2 separate regions of the Mus musculus genome follow, and region 2 is linked to region 1. A link is a contact called in public HiChIP or PLAC-seq data. All regions are on one chromosome and are shown on one strand. The core of a region is the stretch at or near the end of the contact, and the rest is flanking DNA. Distances in the headings are between cores, read along the strand shown. Region 1 overlaps Dtnb (dystrobrevin, beta). Region 2 overlaps Dnmt3a (DNA methyltransferase 3A).

Region 1 (3,575 bases), core at 477-2,976:
CTTAGTGACTGTCACATGTATTTTTGATTTTTCAAAGCCTAATATTAACTGATACTGTTATGCTTTTTCTGATTAATGAAAGACTCTAAAGTATTTTATGTCTGTTTATATTATTGGGATAGTGCATTCTTGTTTTGTATATCTCTAAAACTAAGCAGACATTTAAAGTTCTTTTACTGTTACTATTATTTTATGTGTATGAGTGGTTTTCCTGAGTGTATATCTATATCACATGTGTTCCTGGTGGCTGGGCAGGTCAGAAGAGGGCATTGGATTCCCTGGAACTGGAGTTACAGATAGCTGGGAGCCACCATATGAATGCTGGGAATCAAACCTGGGACTGTTGGAAGAGCAGCCTGTGTTCTTAACCATGGAATTCTCTCTCTGGGCCCCCAATTTTTGTTTTTGAAATAGTTTCTCTTGAGTAGCCCAGGCTGGTCTCTAACTTGCAATCAATCATCTTGCCTGTGTCTCCCAAGGGGTGGGATTATAATTGTGCATGGTCACACCTGGCTGTTGAGCGGACATTTACATTTTTTGTTCTTATATTTATTCACCCGATGTGTTTGTACTATGGTGAGTGTGTGCAGGTCAGAGGATGTCTAAAGGAGCTGATTCTCCCATTATGTGGGGATCAAACTTAGTTGGTCAGGCCTTTACTTGCTGAGTCATCTCAACAGTCCTAGACTGCTTATTACAAAATAGCATCAACATCATTTAATTCATAAGTTTGCTAATAAGTGAAATAATATCAACTGCATAAATAACCACCATGTGTTTGATTATAAGTAGACTTAAGACGGCTGTCAGCAGGAATGACTTCCTTCTACCTGAAGGCTTTCCATTGCATGTGTCATAGTTTTATGTATTTTCATTGTTTTTCTTTAAAAGTTTTTCTTCATTTTTTTTTCAATTATGGGATATTTATTGCTTAAGTTTTGTATGTGAAGAAAAAAATATTTTTCAGCCATTCAAAAAGATTTTTATTTTGAAGATGACATACAAAACAGGATATATTAACCAGCAATACTTCTTGAAAGTGTAGTAAATACTTTTCTATATATCCTCTAATCAATATCTACTGTATTACTTTAGCTCTTGTGTATACATTTTGTTTAAAGTCTTAGTGATGGATAGTAAAATTTCTATAATCAACCATTTAAGCTAAAATGCCAATAAACAAAATAGATAATATCTTTTATTTTTGATTGACAAGTTGTAATTTTAATGTTTGTGTTTTCAATGTTATAATTTTTGATGCATTTCTAAGTTGTCTGATGATCATATCAAGATAGCTGAAAATACATCATTTCTTTGAAGAACATTTGGTATTTTTTTGTCTATTTTGAAATACATACAGCATATTATTATTAAACATATTTACCTTGCTCTGCAAAAGAAAATAAGGACTTCTTTTTTTTTTAAATTAGGTATTTTCTTCATTTACATTTCAAATGCTATCCCAAAAGTCCCCCATTCCCTCCCCTCCTTCTTCATTCTTAAAGATTATTTCACTTGGCATACAGTTGCTGATAGATAATGGTCTTCTTCTATGTTTTAAGAATGTTACTTCTTTTTGATGATTGTTTTTTGAATCAGGGTCGCACTAGGTAGCTCTGGTTCTCCTGAGACTTACTAAGTAGACCAGGCTAGCTTCGCCTCAAGGTAGATCCACCTGCTTTTATCCCAGAGTGCTGGGATTCCAGGTGCGCATCACCACGCCCAGCTCAGGAATGCTACTTCTGTTCTTGTGGCTTCTGTCAAGGTTAAAGGAGTGTGTCCTCTTGGCATCCTTGATATTAAGCTGTTTCTTGCAACCTCTAAGACATTTATAATTTGTTTTTAAACTAGTGTGACCTAGGCATGTTGTGATTTTCTTTGTATTTGTTCTGTTTAGGTTTTTGAGTAGGTTGATGATGCTTAATTTTCTCCTTTTATTTTCATACTTTTTTACAGTTTTCTCCCCCTCTGTGAAGATGTATGGTGTTCCTTCTTATAGCCTTCATATTGTCTCTTACCATCTTTTGTGAATTTACCATGTTTCCTATTTGGACTTTATTCTGGACTTTTGCTTCCAGTATGTTTTCCGGATACTTACTTTCCATAGACAAGCATTTAACCTACATTTAAGCCTTTAATTAACACTAAAAGTATTAATTGTTTCTTTTTAGTTTAAGAATCTCTGAGTCACATTTAAAAATATTTTTATGTATTTATTTTGATTTTCGTGACAAGGTTTCTCTGTGTAGCCTTGGCTGTCTTGGAACTCAGTCTGTAGACCAGTCTGGCCTCGAATTCACAGAGATCTGACAGTCTCTGCCTCCTTGGAGTTAAACACATACACAACCAACTGCCAAGCAAGAGTCACATTTTTGAAAGTTAAAAAAAAAATCCAATTCTCTGCCAAATATTTTATCACTGTTTCTTATTCCTTGAATAGGATAAGCTTCTTTTTTTGTTGTTTTTTGTTTGTTTTTTTGTTTTGTTTTGTTTTTTTGAGACAGGGTTTCTCTTTATAGCTCTGGCTGTCCTGGAGCTCACTTTGTAGACCAGGCTGACCTCGAACTCAGAAATCCTCCTGCCTTTGCCTCCCGAGTGCTGGGATTAAAGGCGTGCGCCACCAACCGCCCAGCTAAGCTTCATTCTTTCACCTCAGCCTGGCTAATACCTTGATTTTATTTGGTGGTTTTTGTATTACTTGTCATTTCTATTTTTTACTTGTAGTATCTTCCTATCTGAGTTATTTTTACTTATTATCTGCCAAATGTTACATGGTACCATTAATATTTTAATTGTTACTATTTGACAGTTGAGATCTTGGGGACTTTTTCTCTAGGTGGGGATACCTGTGTGCTTATGCCAGGTGCCTAGAGACCCTGGCGATCCAGGATGACCTCCATCCCAGTTCTGATTCTGTCCTTGTCTGAGGTCCTGACATCCTTTGCATACCACCAGGTATGCTTCAGGGGTTTCCATGCAAAGTAACATGGGTCCTCCCTCAGAAACCCCAGTCCCTTGCAAGGACAGGGTGATTGCAGGTACTGTGGAGTACACAGGCTTACTACCTGAGCCTCCAGTGGCTCCTGTGTCGGTAACTCATTTACTCTTGTTGGTAAGCAGGTGTTTTCCAGATCACCTTTTCTTTCTTTTTTTTTTTTTTCCATTTTTTATTAGGTATTTAGCTCATTTACATTTCCAATGCTATACCAAAAGTCCCCCATACCCACCCACCCCCACTCCCCTACCCACTCACTCCCCCTTTTTGGCCCTGGCGTTCCCCTGTACTGGGGCATACAAAGTTTGCGTGTCCAATGGGCCTCTTTTTCCAGTGATGGCCGACTAGGCCATCTTTTGATACATCAGATCACCTTTTCTTACCCTCCCCTCTCTCTTCTCTCTTCCTTTGCTTCATAGAAGTGTTGTTTAGAATCAGTTTGTCATTTCTTGAAGCCCATTATTTCTTCAAATGTTGTCTCATATTTTTCTCTTTTTTCTGACTATTGGCATAATGACTTCTATCTTTTTTTCTTTAATGTTTCTCACTCGGTGGTTTAGTTTCTTTAAATTTACCTCAT
Region 2 (3,889 bases), core at 43-2,542, 270 kb after region 1:
TATTTAGCAAACTCAACCATGTCTTCTTTTCAGGTAAAATTTTCTTGTAGTCTAATGAATAAATCAGGCCAAACAGTGGTGGCCCACACCTTTAATCCCAGCACTCAGGAGGCAGAGGCAGGTGGACTGCTGAAGTCAAGGCCAGCCTGGTCTACAAACTGAGTTCCAGGACAGCCAGGGCTACACAGAGAAACCCTGTCTCGAAAAAAACAAAAAATAAAAATAAAAAATAATGAATAAATCAGTCCTGGTAAACGTAGTTAAAAAACACTGGGGTAGGAAGGAGTGATATTCAGGAAACTCCTAGGTCCCGTACATAGTCTAATAGCCTGGGCCAGCTTGGATTCCTCACTCACTACCCTCCTCTGGCTGCTGCATGGTTGCTGCAGCAGCTGTTGCAGCCTCAGCAGGAGCCGCGATCCAGGGCAGGCACCCCCTTCTGGCAGCCTAGGTCATGGGCTGAGCACCGAGGTCCGAGGGAGGGGCTTGCCCTAGAGGTGGGAGGCCCAGAGCAGGCCTGAGGGGGAACCCCGTGGAAAGTGGGGAGCAGACTTGTGGGTGAGAGGACATGGAGGAAACGGGGAGGAAGAGACGTGGTGGATGAGATATGCCTTAAAAGGCCAACCACGTACCCTGTACTGGGAGGGCGTACACCCCCCACCCACACAAGGGTTACAGCCACCACGCTCCTCCCACACACCACCTCCACGAGGCCCAGCGACACGCCTGCCTACCACGGGGTTCACAGCCCACGGGGTAACCAGCAGGGGCTCTGCCCTCCCCTTCTTTCTCCCTCCCTCCCTCCCTTCCTCCCTTCAGCCCCTCTAGATGGAGCCCGGCACACGTGGCGATACAGAGCGTTCTGGGCAGGTGCAGAGAGAAACCTCAGGTCTGTCTGTTGACAGTAGGGGAAAGATCCAAGCTAAAGATTCAGAGCCATAAATGCTGTGGGTGGTTTCCACTTCTGAGCTAGGAGATGTACCAGGGGCTGTTTTTTTTCTGTTTGGGGCTCTTTGTTTTCGTACCCACCCACCTCCAACCCCCCACCCCATGCACACCAAGCTACATGAGCCAACCTTAGCGACCTTCCTGCTCTGGGCCCAAGCCCTGTATTTTCTCAGTCTCAAAGAAAAGAATTGAGGCACCTAGGTGAAGAAAGGCGGCCGAATTTTCCCTACTTAATAGGAAAAGCCATACAGCCAGCTGCCTGCCGCGGAGCTGCCGGGAGAGGAGCCAGAGAAGCGTGCAGAAATGGCAGGAAGATGTCACTGCCCTCGTGTCCGGCCTATGCGGGCACAAAGAGTCCTTCCTAAAGATGGCGCTGTGGAGACCGCTGCTCCCAGCCCAGATGTCCCTCCCAGGAACTGGGATCAGTGCCCAGTCCCGGAACTTTGAGAAAAGCCAAAGAAACAGAGAAACGTGTGCATCAGGGAGTTCCTTAGGGAAGGGAAGCATGCTGACAACGTACCTACTGTGCGCCAAGCCCTGTTCATGCACTCATTGCTCACACCAGTCCTTAGAACATGTCACTTTGGATCAGTGAGGACACAGCAGAGGTTGGGGGGGGGGGGTCATGGTGAAGAGGGGATCCAGACTTAGCTGGGTGGCACATACCTTTAATCCCAGCACCTGAGAGAGGCAGATCTCAGTGAGTTTGAGACCAGCCTAGGCTACAGAGCAAATTCCTAGACAGCCAGGGCTACATGGAACAACCCTGTCCCCATCCCCCACCCCCAAAAATCCTTATCTTAACCTGAGAAAGAGCCAGGAATGGAGGGCAGTTTCCATGTTGGTAGCAGGGCCATACCATTTAGAACTGTTTGTAATTGGAGCTGTTTCCTGGGGTCTATTCCCACTGGCCCATTGTCTGTGCCCCAACACCTTTTCCTACCCCATGAGAAAGGAGTAACAGCCTGGTTCCTTCAGCCCAACCCCTGCTCTGCCCCTCCACCCTCCTGCCCCTGCTCTGCCCCTCCTCCCTCCTGCCCCTCGCTCTGAGTGAGGGCTGGGGTCAAGCAGCAGGTGATGGCTACTTCAGAGCCCCTTTTGTGTACTTGAGACCAGGGTCCAAAGGCCAGAAGCCATGCCCCTGAGTTCTGTCTTCTTCCTGTGTTCTTGGGCCCGGAACCTGGACCAGGGTCTCTTTGCTCCAGGCCTTGCCTGGCACACGGGTATGGTCTGTGTGGACGGCACATGAACAAGCAAACACTAGGAGGACCCTGATCCCATGGAGGCCCCCAGGCTCCTCTGAGCCACCCCCGTGACTCCGTCAACAGTCCTCTTGTTCTTCCCTTTCCACAGGCAAAGAACAGAAGCAGACCAACATCGAATCCATGAAAATGGAGGCAAGTGTTTTCCTCACCCACAGGGGCCCTGTGGGTCCTGATTCTAGAAGAAAACCACCTCTCTGATGGACTGTGGCGAGTGTGTGTGAGGGGCCCGAGGGTGGGTCCTGCCCCATCTTTGGTTGTTCCTTGTGAGAGGGAGAGGAAGTGGGGGTGGAGGTTGGAAGTCCCCTAGTGAGGCAGCCAGCTCATCCCCCTCCAGAGGTCAAGCACTTCCCCTCTCTGCCTTGTTCATGAGTCCCTGCCAACTCCTAATCCCTCCTCAGAGGGTCAGCCCCTCTGGCCAGGAACCAGAATTTCTATACTCTGGGATGAGTGACCCCTCTCAGTTTCCCCTCCAGGAGGAATGAACCCTGCAGAGTACCTGTGCCCACCTTAATACCTGCCTGTCTCTCTGTCCTAGGGCTCCCGGGGCCGACTGCGAGGTGGCTTGGGCTGGGAGTCCAGCCTCCGTCAGCGACCCATGCCAAGACTCACCTTCCAGGCAGGGGACCCCTACTACATCAGCAAACGGAAACGGGATGAGTGGCTGGCACGTTGGAAAAGGGAGGTGAGACGCCTTTTATCCTTGATGCCAAGTGTGGAACTGGCAAACCAAAAGCCAGTTCCAGCCGCCCTCTGGGACTTTTGTTGGGCTGTAGCTGAGACTGTTTCCCCCTACGGTTAACTCCTAGTGCTTCCAGGAACTGCTACTAGGCAGTATGAAGTTCAGTTGTCCTTTATCTTGTTATGGGTGCTAGCTGTGCATGAGGTAGTATGTGCACACAGGCAGGCTCTGTGCTTACGCGCTCTGGCAGCTGTGGATGGAGTTGATGTTCTTTCTGATGGCTGAGGACAGAACCAAGGGGAATCGGCGGCTCAGTGGGACCTGCAGTGCATGGGCAAGGCGGGTCTCTTGGAAGAGGTAACATTTGCATTGTGTAAGTGTCTAGAGAAGTGTGGACAGTGAAAGAAATGACTCAGGTGCAGGTGACAGCCATGGCGACAGGCACTTCCACTGGATTTTGGCGATGGGATCAAGGGCATGTTGATAGAAAGGTCAGAGAACTGCTACAGCCAGTACTGTAGGTCTGGCCTGGGCTGTTGCCTCTGATGGGAGGACTGGCTGGTGGGATGGCGCGTTCACTGTGGGATGCCAGGGAGCTGGAGGCTGGGCTTGGGACTGCAGAGACCACGGTGTGAGAAGGCAGGGTCTGTGGGGCCTACTCAGTAGAGGGCGGAGAGGCAGAGGCTCAGAATTTCATGCCCAGAGATGCCAACGATTTGGGGCAACGAGAAAGGAAGAGCAGCAGCCGTGGGGCTGAGGTTCCCAGGAGAGGTGCGTGTGGGCGAGTGGCTTTCTCATACAGTAGCCATGCATGCAGGCTGGGGCCATGCCCCAAGGTAGTCAAGCCTGAGAGAGCTGAAAGCAGCCCAGAGCTGGGAAAGGGAAAGGGGAAGCCACATAAAGATCTAGGCGTCCATTAGTCCCCTAAGGTCAGCTTTGGGAAGGGAGGGTGGTGGGTACCACGCCCACAGGGAGGGAAGGAAGCAGGGTTTTGACC

The links. HiChIP or PLAC-seq counts read pairs in DNA pulled down with a chosen protein or histone mark.
Region 2: an H3K27ac HiChIP or PLAC-seq map of embryonic stem cells shows a contact between it and region 1, with 5 read pairs. The contact joins two enhancer-like sites. A contact is called at or near these places in 1 of 115 datasets of contacts at active chromatin or transcription factors (embryonic stem cells) and 2 of 9 other capture datasets (embryonic stem cells and liver).

The regions. Positions count from the first base shown.
Region 1 is chr12:3,601,280-3,604,854 of GRCm38.p6, forward strand. The region is part of intron 4 of Dtnb (dystrobrevin, beta); the gene reads left to right. Among named protein-coding and RNA genes, the nearest start is that of Dtnb, 31 kb to the left of the region's middle. Within about 2 kb of position 1,727, at least 7 of the 459 cell types and tissues checked have an H3K27ac peak or open chromatin away from gene starts, as enhancers often do. A contact at or near this core is called in embryonic stem cells, where this site is marked.
Region 2 is chr12:3,870,534-3,874,422 of GRCm38.p6, forward strand. Dnmt3a (DNA methyltransferase 3A) reads left to right here. Exons shown (of 23, transcript NM_007872.4): 5 at 2,302-2,345; 6 at 2,749-2,895. Among named protein-coding and RNA genes, the nearest start is that of Dnmt3aos, 10 kb to the left of the region's middle. Within about 2 kb of position 1,293, at least 157 of the 459 cell types and tissues checked have an H3K27ac peak or open chromatin away from gene starts, as enhancers often do. A contact at or near this core is called in embryonic stem cells, where this site is marked.